Linked DNA regions of Mus musculus: region 1 is linked to region 2. A link is a contact called in public Micro-C data. All regions are on one chromosome and are shown on one strand. Each heading gives the region's core, a stretch centred on a gene start, on an enhancer-like site or on the middle of the called end of the contact. The rest is flanking DNA. Distances are from core to core; before and after follow the strand shown. Region 1 has its middle 43 kb from the start of Gm46674. Region 2 holds the start of Efnb1 (ephrin B1).

Region 1 (4,717 bases), core at 1,139-3,638, 110 kb after region 2:
CCTTGAGCAGGGTCAAATCAAGAGATGGTCATGCTGTTTGTTCTGCATGGCACGAGGAGGAGCAGTTGCTGGAGGCTTATTCTTTGGTCCACCACACAAGGAAAGGATGTGAACATTTCCTGAAGCAGGGGTTCTATGCTCAAGCAGAGGCAAGAAGATAGGCAGACACGCCAGCACAGGGAAGAGGCAGGCAGTGTGGTGGTTCAGAGAAATGCTGGAGTTCTTGCCTAGATTCCTTGTGGTTCTGAGTGGGAGGTGACCCAGGATGTGGGCCTCTGTGGCGCTGCCTCCAGCCCGGCATCTGCCAAAAGGCCGCCCTTCAGGGACATTTCTTCCATCCCCCAGGCAGGCTGCGGTGAGAAGGAGGGGAGAGGAGGGAGAGCAGGAGGGGACACTGCTCTCAATTCCCCCAGAGGAATCTGGTTTCTCCCACAAATGATCAGAGCGCTTTCCTTCCCCCCTTCCCCGACGCTCATTTCAGTGCCATGATTTCTGAGCTATGTCAGGGGCATGTTTCCTTTAGCAAGTGGATGGGTATCAAAGCGGCTGGTCATACGGCAAGAGAAAGGGCTAACAGATCTTCCTCAAATAACGTGGGCATTGGAAGCAGAAACAGGGTCAACTCTTAACTTATATTCACTGTGTGAATTCAGAACTAGTGATATCATTTTCTGAACTTCCATGTCCCCTTCAGGACAATGAGTCTATTACACTGAGCTTTATAAGGACTTGGAAAAACAACACAGAGCGGGCATCCATTGCAGTGCCTGGCACTTAGTACATGTTAAAGAAGCACCCATCTCTTTCCTCAATCCCTACCCCTTTCAGAAGACAGTTGACATGGCCTAATGCCCTGAGTGGTCTTCCACCAAGGTCCAAACCTTTCGTCTCCTTATGTCATCTGAGAGCTAATAAACATACAGACACAGAAGAAAAGAAAAGAAAAATCCACATTTTAGCACCAAATAGTCCTGGCAACCCTTCCAGTCTCAGTACTGGATCTGGAGTCTGTGGTGGAATTGCTGGTGTGACTGTGGTAATTGTTTTAGCTCTCTGGGCCTCAGTTTCCTCACCGGGATGTAGGGATAATAGTGTCTTCTCTGCTCGCCTTGCAGGATTGTTGTGGGACTCAAATGAGCTCATGCTTCAGGAAGTACCAAGGGCCGGCTCTGTGTGGGTGGTATGAACTCAGTCCTGGAGGGAGGAGGAGAGCAAGAGGTTTGGGCCTTGGAGACTGGGTTGGCTCCCGACTCAGAGGGTCTGCCTCCTGGGGCATAGCAACACCAAAGCATTCAGGGATGGCTGGGGACATAAAACTGAAGCCTGGCTCTAAGGTTTCCACATGTTCAGCGTGGGTGGAGAGGGATGGGGAAGTTCACTTAGGTCCCTTTACATGAGCCACACGTAAATACATCAATTATGAGCTTTGAGTCAACTGCCTGGGGACTGCTTGAACAAGATGGCAACCCCTACAGGGCAGGGGCCTCCCTTTCATCTTCCCACATTTTGGTCCTACTGAGGTCAGAAGTTGAGTTGACCAGTATCTGAAGTTGGGAATCCTGCCCTGCCTGCCACAGGAAGCTATGGGCCATGGCTGTCTTGGTAACCTGAAGGCAGAGGTGGGGTTTTTGCTGAGTTGGGAATCTTGACAGCAACAAGTGTGTAAGGTCCCCCTTTGTTTGCAGGATGTGAACAACCCAGTTAGTAGGTTTTTCTGACATACGCTCTCCTTTCTTGTTTTCCCATCTGTTGCAGTTGTAGAGCTTGCTGTGACCAGAGTCCCTAAAAGAAGGAAGGACTTTTGTTTGTTTCTTTCTTTCTTTGGATCCTGGTTCCAAAAGGTACAGCCTATCATGGCCTGGAAGGCAATGGTGGTGGAAGTGGTCCCATCTGTGGCACCAGGAGCCCGTGGCAGCAGCTCCTCATAGCAAGCAGAGCCAAAAGCAGAAAAGACAGACTTGCTGTGCCCAGTTATCTGTTTCCACCAGCTAGGCTCCACCTCCTAAAGGCTCCACAGCCTTGTTCCAAGTGTTCCAGCCTGTAGGTGATGTTTGGAGTTTGAACCATGGCACTCTCCGGTGGTTTAGTCCACAACCATGGTATACCATAAGTTCTTACAGTGATCTTCCTCCTGACCAGATTCTAATTATCCACCCTCACATCTGGGCCGCTAGGCTCAGGACTCAGCCTCCGCCCCTGACCTTGTACTCATCTTTCAAGTCTGCATTCCCAGTCCTTGTCCTATGCCTGTCTCCAGAGTTGGCTCTCTCTGCCTCCCTTCCCAATCCCTGCCTGTCATTTCCTGAGGGAAGAGCCTGGACGAGCCTCAAGATCCCCCTCACAGCCTTTCTTTCCCCTCCACCCTACTTCCTGTCTTTCCACCACAGCCTCTCTTCTTACCTCATGACTCAGCTTCTATCTCAGGCCCCTGCTGCCGAGGCATTCCTGAGTCCCCCTCCCAGCCACCAGCCGCCTGAACTCTGGACGCCCCCTCACCCCAACAAGTCAGCTTGGGCCCTGCCTGGCCCCCACCCACTAAGCTCAGTCACATCAGCCCCTCCCTGTGGGGTGTCCCACAGCAGCCAGCTGCTGCCTGCAGTTCATTGGTGGGGACCACATACCAGCCACCCCTGGAGCCGAGTTCAAACGTGGACCTCCTAGCATGTGTTTGATCAGCTGAGGCCAAATCCACAGCCTTCTAGGAAATGGCGACTACTAGCTCAGCAGTTCTCTGGAGCCAGCTAGGGACATATGGCCAAATAGCCAAGCTATAAAGCGAGGCAATCTCTCTGTCTGTCTTTCTGTCTCTTCTCTCCATCTGTCTCTGTCTCTGTCTCTCTGGCTGTGTGCATGCATGTGTGCTTCTGTGTGTGTGTGTGTGTGTGTGTGTGTGTGTGTGTGTGTGCATATTTGTCTGTGTGTGTGCGTGTATCTGTCTGTCTAAGGGTGTGTGTGTATGTGTGTGTGTGTCCATGTCTGTGCATATATAGGACTACAGAGGGGCAAGGCAGGGAACGATGCATGTGTTGTATATCTGTTAGGAACTGCTGATGTGACCACAGCTTTTGTCGGGCTGTTGCAGTGCTCCAAGAGTGTAGAACACTTATGCTAGGTGTTACGTAGCAGAGGGTTGACATCATCACGCAGTGTAGTACACTACTGTGGGAGTAGCATTGCTATGGTATGTGTGTGTAGGAGGTGAGTGTTAGTGGTCTGAGATCTGATGTTATGTCCTCTGTGGTAGAAGTGCTCTGGTAGAGACATGATGCAAGTGTGACAGAGGTGTGCTCATGGATTCTAGTGTCACAGCTCTGGTGTGTGGTGAAGGGACACTATGAGCCACTCGGTATATATGTCTGTTGGAAGACTGTGGCCTATATGGCTCAAAATCCGTGAATCCCCAGGTCTTTTCCTAGTGCTTTTTAGCTCAAATGCTGCATTTTCCAATTTCAGGTGAACTGGAACGAGGTTCCCACCCCACCCTTAGCCTGCAGGTCCTCCGTTCTTGTGCTTCAATCCGAGCTATTGGCTCACCAGGATAGGAAGGCAAGGACAGGCACCCGAAGAGGAGAAATATAGGAGAGGGGAGAAAAAGGGGGAGGTTGACTCAGACGAAGAAGGGAGTGTTGAGCAGGAGGAGAAGGGAGGAGAGAAGCTGAGCCAATTGCTGGCTTCCTTGGGCCTGCGGATCCACTTTTCCAGGTGGTGGAGTTGCAGTACGTACAAGTGAGACCAGAAAGGCCAGGCTCAGTGGGGCATGGGAGGCTTCAGACTGAGGAAGCAGGAAGCGCATGCAGAGTACCAAAGCTGATGCCCGCTCAGAGCTGCCTCTAGGTTTCTAACACGAGCACTTTCCATTTAATTTCTTGGTGGCCTATGCTCAAGCCCAGGGTATTAGCTTTGAATGATTCCTTTACCCTAAATTCAATCAACTTGGCAGACACACCCTTGGCAAACAGTCCTCATGCCTGGACTTGGCTTGGCATGTGCCAAGACCTGGGAGTCAGTCCATTCACAGGCCAGCGGCCACATTCCTGTTCTCCTGTGTGTGTCCGTGTCTCAGCTCCACCCTCCATCTGTCACTAATATGGGACTGGCCTTTAGGCATCCTTTACAGACACATCCAATGGTTAGCCCCCAACTCTCTTTGCACCCCCATACTTACCTATGATCCCAAGGAGCTCTTGGCATGACACGTATCCATACAAAACACTCTTGTCCTGTACAAAGTCATAGGGAACTTCTGCACTAGAGGAGCTAGCAGTAGGGCAGCAGAGCACCCAAAGTACTCCATCCTATAGCAAGTGGCAAGCACAGTATTTAGTCTGGAAAGGTGGGGGCATGTTTTAGACAATACAGAAAGGAATCTAAGCGGGATGCTGGAGGTGAGGTGGGACGCAGAATTACCCAAGTGTGGTCGGGCCTCTCAGAGGAAGCAATATCTGAGCAAAGACTTTAAGGATGCAAGGAGGTGGACTTACCACTGTCTAGGGAAGTGTGTTCAGGGCAGAGAAACAGCCAATTCAAAGGCTAGGGGACAGGAGGAAGCCTGGTGAGACTTGAGAGTAAGCCTCTGACCAATTCCAAGGCAGAAAAGGCCTTAAGCTGTTGCATGGAGCCCTTTATGCTCAAGCTGTAGCTCTAGATCCTCCTCAGCCTCCAAATCCAACCAGCAGCATCTTCCTTCACCAGTTCCCTTCATTCCTTGGGGCGCACT
Region 2 (4,821 bases), core at 1,410-3,909:
TGTTTTTTTTTTAACACACTTAGGTAGGCCTGAGGCCTCACAATGCTTGACACTCCTGTGGTCAAGGGGTCTTTACACCACTTGTAAAGTGTGTGTTGACACAATGACCTGACAGTCTGTGGGCTAGTAAGTGCTTAGATAGAAGAATGGTCACATCCCCCACGGATCCTGCCTTCCTCTCAGGCTCCTCTAGAGAATTATCTTTTTCCCCTCAGTCGGGGAACCTGGATCTCTCTCTATAACTGAGAACCTCCTAGGGTCAGGCTGGGGTGGGAAATTTCTCAGCTGCGGGCCCTGATCGAAGCAGAGAGTGCACATCTAGTCTAACCCTGCTCCTGAGGCCCCTGTAGCTAGTGTGGCCAGGCTGAGGCAGAGGGGCCGTGGCATGACCAGAGATGAGCAGTGTGTGGAACAAGTCTGGACCTAAGAGACCTATCTTCATCTTCCACTGTCCCCTTTGCCCAGAATTAGATGTTGGCACTCAGAAAATACCTCTGTCTTCCTGTTTCCCAAGTCTGGTAGCTCCCATTTAGTGTCCTCTGGAGGGGCACAAGGCATGTTGGCCATGAAAAGGAAAACTCTGGGGCCAACCTGGGATAGTGACCCTGTCTGAGAAGCACTTTGCTCTATGGCCAAAATTAATGACCCTTCCTAGGATTAGTGACCTTCTGAGACCTGCGAATGAGGAGCAGTGATCTGGCCATCCTGGGGGCTGTGGTTTTCCAGGAACCTCGAAGCTTGTAATTTACAATAAGCCAAGAGAGTGAGTATGCATGGAGCATCTGCAAGTGGGTCCATCTGTATAGTACAAGGAATGGCTGTAAAATTGGGGACAGAGACACCAGGAACGACCCCAGGGATAGGTCAGGATATGTCAATCGTGAGCCTTAGTTTCCCTCTTTAAGTAAAAATGGGGATAGCAGAACTGATTTCAAAGGATGGTGAAAGAAAATCATCCGCAGTGGTCCGTGATGCCTTGTAGGGACTTTGTAAGCAGCTGGCTGCTTTCTAGATTCACATCTGGAAGTCCTTTGATGGCAGGGGTCTCAGGTGGACTGCTGGTGTGTCTTTCTACCTTATTTGTATCTCTCCTTGTTCTGCTTGCATCCCAGTGCAGAGTCCAATTGGGAAAACAAAGGCCCTAGAGTGTGTACCCAGAGCCATTGAATGTTGCAAGGTCTCTGGCTCCAAAGGTGGGAGAACCCCACATAGATGCCCCCACTAGAACGACAGAGATGATTAGATGATGCAGTGAAGGACTCAAGAATGGACATGGAACTCATAAATGGCAAAGCCCCTAAAGGATGGGGCTCAGACCGTTATCTCCATAGAGAAGCAACAAGAAGGAACTGGAATTTGGTTCTTTGGTCCTTCTTACCTTGCCTAGTAAGTCTAAAGTTAGAACCCGATTCATTACAAAAAGAAAAGAGGAGGCAGCGAGGAGGAGAAAAAGGAGGGGCGCGAATATAGGAAGCCTTTCTAACCTTTGAAGTCCCCAAGCCCAGATCTTTCCCACCTTTCTTACATGAGTGGCCAGTGGCCGGCTCTTGCTACTGCCATGCCTACCTCTGAGCGCTTTGAGTGCCAGACTTGCTCAGCAGGCTCTAGGTGGGAGGCCTCCGCTTATCCCGGGAGCCCGCAAGTCTATAGAAGGCCAGCAGGGGGAGACATTAGCACGTGGGTACGTCCGCTGGGACCTGAGAAAAGCGAGTAGGTCAGACCGGGAGGGTCTGAGCTATGGGATTGAGCCAAATTATAAGCAAAGAGACAAGGAGGGGCGGAGAGAATGGGCCAGTGCTGGGAGACAAAGACCCAGATGGTGAGGCCGAGGCCGGGAAAGGCTGGAGTCCGGAATCTCAGGGCCCAGATGCCTGCTTTTGCTCTTTCAAAAGGCTTCTCTTCTGCTCCTTTCTCCCCTGTCCTAGAGCTTTCTGTACAGTTTGTGACCTCTCGTCCCTACTTGCCTGCTCCTGGCCCTTTCGTATGCCTTCAGACAGGACTGACTAAATCTGTGTGCCTGGAGTTTGGGGTGGAGGGTCTCAAAGGGCTCGCTCTCGAAGATGAAAATTTTAAAGGCTTGGTTCACTAGATGCAAATAAATTCCTCCTCCCCTTTGGACACAATACTTTTTCTGAGTCTCCACTGCCCATAGCTCTAACCTCTAATAGTCTAATAGACTCTTGTCGTGGTCAATGCAAAAAAGGAGTGCATTACGAGGACAGGAAGACGGGGTCCAACAGAGTGTAGGTAGTGACTGGACTGGGAGCAGGCAGGCTGACAGAAGTGGGCACCGAGTGGGATTCTGGGGCTGGTACGCGAGTATGCGCATGTGGGGTGTGTTTGTGTGTATAAAAAGAACACAAGGACGGTGCTTTCTGGAGGTACTTGGGACAGGGTTTGTCTGCTCTAGGTCAGTGGGCCGGGTGCTGACCGGGTGTGCATGAGAGCAGGCCAGCAGCTTTTGGGAAGCGCCAACTTCCCTAGAACTCCCTGGGAACCAGACTAAGCGGGACAGAGGCATAACCGCAAGAGCCGCACATTCAGATTCGTGCCATCGAGAGAGCAGCGTCCTTATGAGCTCCCCGAAGCCCCACCCCTTCCTGCTCTGTGGGCGTGGTATGGGGCAAGGACCCCGTCACAGAGCTTTCTATTGGTTCGAAGGAGCAGGGTTGGCCTTGTGCTCGCCTGAGCAGGAGAGTAGAAAGCTCAGCGGCAGCGGAGGGAGTCTATGCGCGCTGGACAGCAGTGGGGGGTGTGTGTGATTCGCACTGACTGCAGACACTCGGGCTCAATCGCCGGGGATTAAGGACTTGGCGACCGGGCTGCCGGGCTACCCGGCCGAGGCTTCAGAGGTGCAAATCGACGGGACTGATTTGCTCGGCAGGGCCGTACTAGCCTTTTAAGTATACTGAGAAGGGCCGGTGCTAAAGTAGAAGCTGTCGTGGGACGCGCCGGCGCGGAGTCCCACTGTGGCCCGGAGGAACGGAGTCCGTGTTAGGGGGACCCAGTCGGGAGCCTGGGGACCGAGCTCGCATTGTTGGGAGACAACCCGCCTCTTCTTCCCAGAGGCGTCAATCCCAGGACGGTCGAGGCGTCGGGGCAGCCACTGAGCGCTCTTCAGGGAGACCCGATCGGGGAGAGGACTTGCAGTCTCAAACAATCTGGGAGAGCCGAGCGGAATCCGGCGGGATCACTCGGGGGCGGCGAGCCCCCGTCGCGCCTCGTGCGGCGGAGAGGCCAGGGAAGAAAGTCCTCGGAGGCCGCAGCCCATGCGCGGGTTGGGGACGCCTGCCCAGTGAGTCCTCCTGGCCAGCCGGGCGAAGGAGAGCGACCCCGAGGCCAGCGGGAGGGGAGTGCTTCAAGGCCGGCGGCTGCGGAGGATGGGCGCCTGAGTGGCTCCGAGCGCTGCGCGGCACGGGCAGGCGAGGCGAGCTTTGCTGAGGAGGCGCTAGGGGATCCTGAAGTGCATTCTGCCCCGGGGAAAATGGCCCGGCCTGGGCAGCGTTGGCTCAGCAAGTGGCTTGTGGCTATGGTCGTGCTGACGCTGTGCCGGCTTGCCACGCCGTTGGCCAAGAACCTGGAGCCCGTGTCCTGGAGCTCTCTTAACCCTAAGTGAGTAACTTATCTACTCTGGTCCCTGGGGGTGGGAGGCACTTCTTCGGGGTGAGGTCGTGCACCCCCAAGTGCGTGGGGGGGGTTGTCCGTAGGAGGTGCGGCGCCCTATTTTATATCTGGCCTTTTCTAGTGTTTTCTTGCGGGCAGTCGGGGTAGGGTGCGGAAGGGTGGGGTGGGGGCACTTAGCTGCGTTTCGATCCTTCGGTTTGGCCCTACTCTCAAGTCCGGATCGCGTCTGTTGGTCACACCAGGCAGATATAGAATGTCTGGGCGCTCCAGAGCGCACCCGAGAGCTGGGTGGGGGCGAGTAAGCAGCCCACTCCAGGGCCTCTGGGAACGTGGTGGTTTTCACTCACAGCCACTCCAGGGGTGAGATCGACCTGAGCAAGGGACCAGGCCAGAACACAGGTTCCTCATTTGCTTAGGTGTCAGGGCGGCTCAGGACCTAGCGCCCCGGGGCGAGTGGCAGCATCTGTATATCTTCTCCAGCTTCTCCCATTTTCATTTGTCTTTCTTCCCTGTCTGTTTGCCTCCCTGTCTTTCTCTTTGCCGTCTCTTCTTGCACACTCCCCCCCCCCCCCCATTTCTCTCTGCCGGGGAGGTAGAAAGGCGGGCGCTGCTTCCAGGCTCACAAAGGCGGCGGGTGGAGAAGGGCGGAGTGGAAGAGGGTTTGTTTGAGAAGGGGGTTCGATCCAGTGCCCGTCGGGGGTCCAGTTGAGCTAGGCACCAGAGCTTCTAGAGCTATCAGGGCTGAGAATGGTAGTGGAGCCAGCGAGGGAGGTGGGTGGGGAACGTGTGATTCCTGTCCAGGCAGGTCCAACCCCCCCCCCCCCAAGGACTGGAGAGCCATGCTTAGATTTCTCCTATGGTTGGGGGTAGTGATATAAAGGAGGCCCTTTTCTTTCTTCTCCTTCTCCTTCCTAACTCTGCCCCCTCCCATCTCTAAACAACACACACCTTTCAGGGCGGTGGCTCAGTGGTTTCTGGGCTGTTGGTGGGGAGTAGCTTAGGCTGTTGTGACCTCTGGACCTTTTTCTCTTTTGGCATCTAGGACTCACCGTGGAACTCAGGGTTGTAATCTCTCTTCTCATTTTCTGGCAGTCCAGTTGTGGACAACACAGTTAGTGGAAACCTGGGAGGGGGAGGGGGAGGCGCTTGACCTGTTCCCAGATTCCTGTTTCTGGAATTTCCTCCTGTCCACTCTTG

Evidence for each region. Hi-C and Micro-C count contacts between places; a contact is called where the count stands out from the background.
Region 1: a contact with region 2 is called in a Micro-C map of muscle stem cells, with 7 times the contacts expected there. The contact joins the enhancer-like site here to the promoter of Efnb1 in region 2. A contact is called at or near these places in 10 of 39 promoter capture datasets (the 3T3-L1 cell line, HPC-7-derived erythroid cells, embryonic stem cells and 4 more), 7 of 484 Hi-C or Micro-C datasets (MC3T3-E1-derived osteoblasts, brain, embryonic fibroblasts and 2 more), 5 of 115 datasets of contacts at active chromatin or transcription factors (embryonic hindbrain, embryonic limb bud, embryonic stem cells and 1 more) and 2 of 9 other capture datasets (liver and pancreatic islet).

The regions. Positions count from the first base shown.
Region 1 is chrX:99,239,478-99,244,194 of GRCm38.p6, forward strand. No RefSeq gene overlaps it. Among named protein-coding and RNA genes, the nearest start is that of Gm46674, 43 kb to the left of the region's middle. Within about 2 kb of position 2,389, at least 30 of the 459 cell types and tissues checked have an H3K27ac peak or open chromatin away from gene starts, as enhancers often do. A contact at or near this core is called in muscle stem cells, where this site is marked.
Region 2 is chrX:99,133,402-99,138,222 of GRCm38.p6, forward strand. It overlaps Efnb1 (ephrin B1), which reads left to right and starts at 2,660. Exons shown (of 5, transcript NM_010110.5): 1 at 2,660-3,612. The coding sequence starts at 3,485.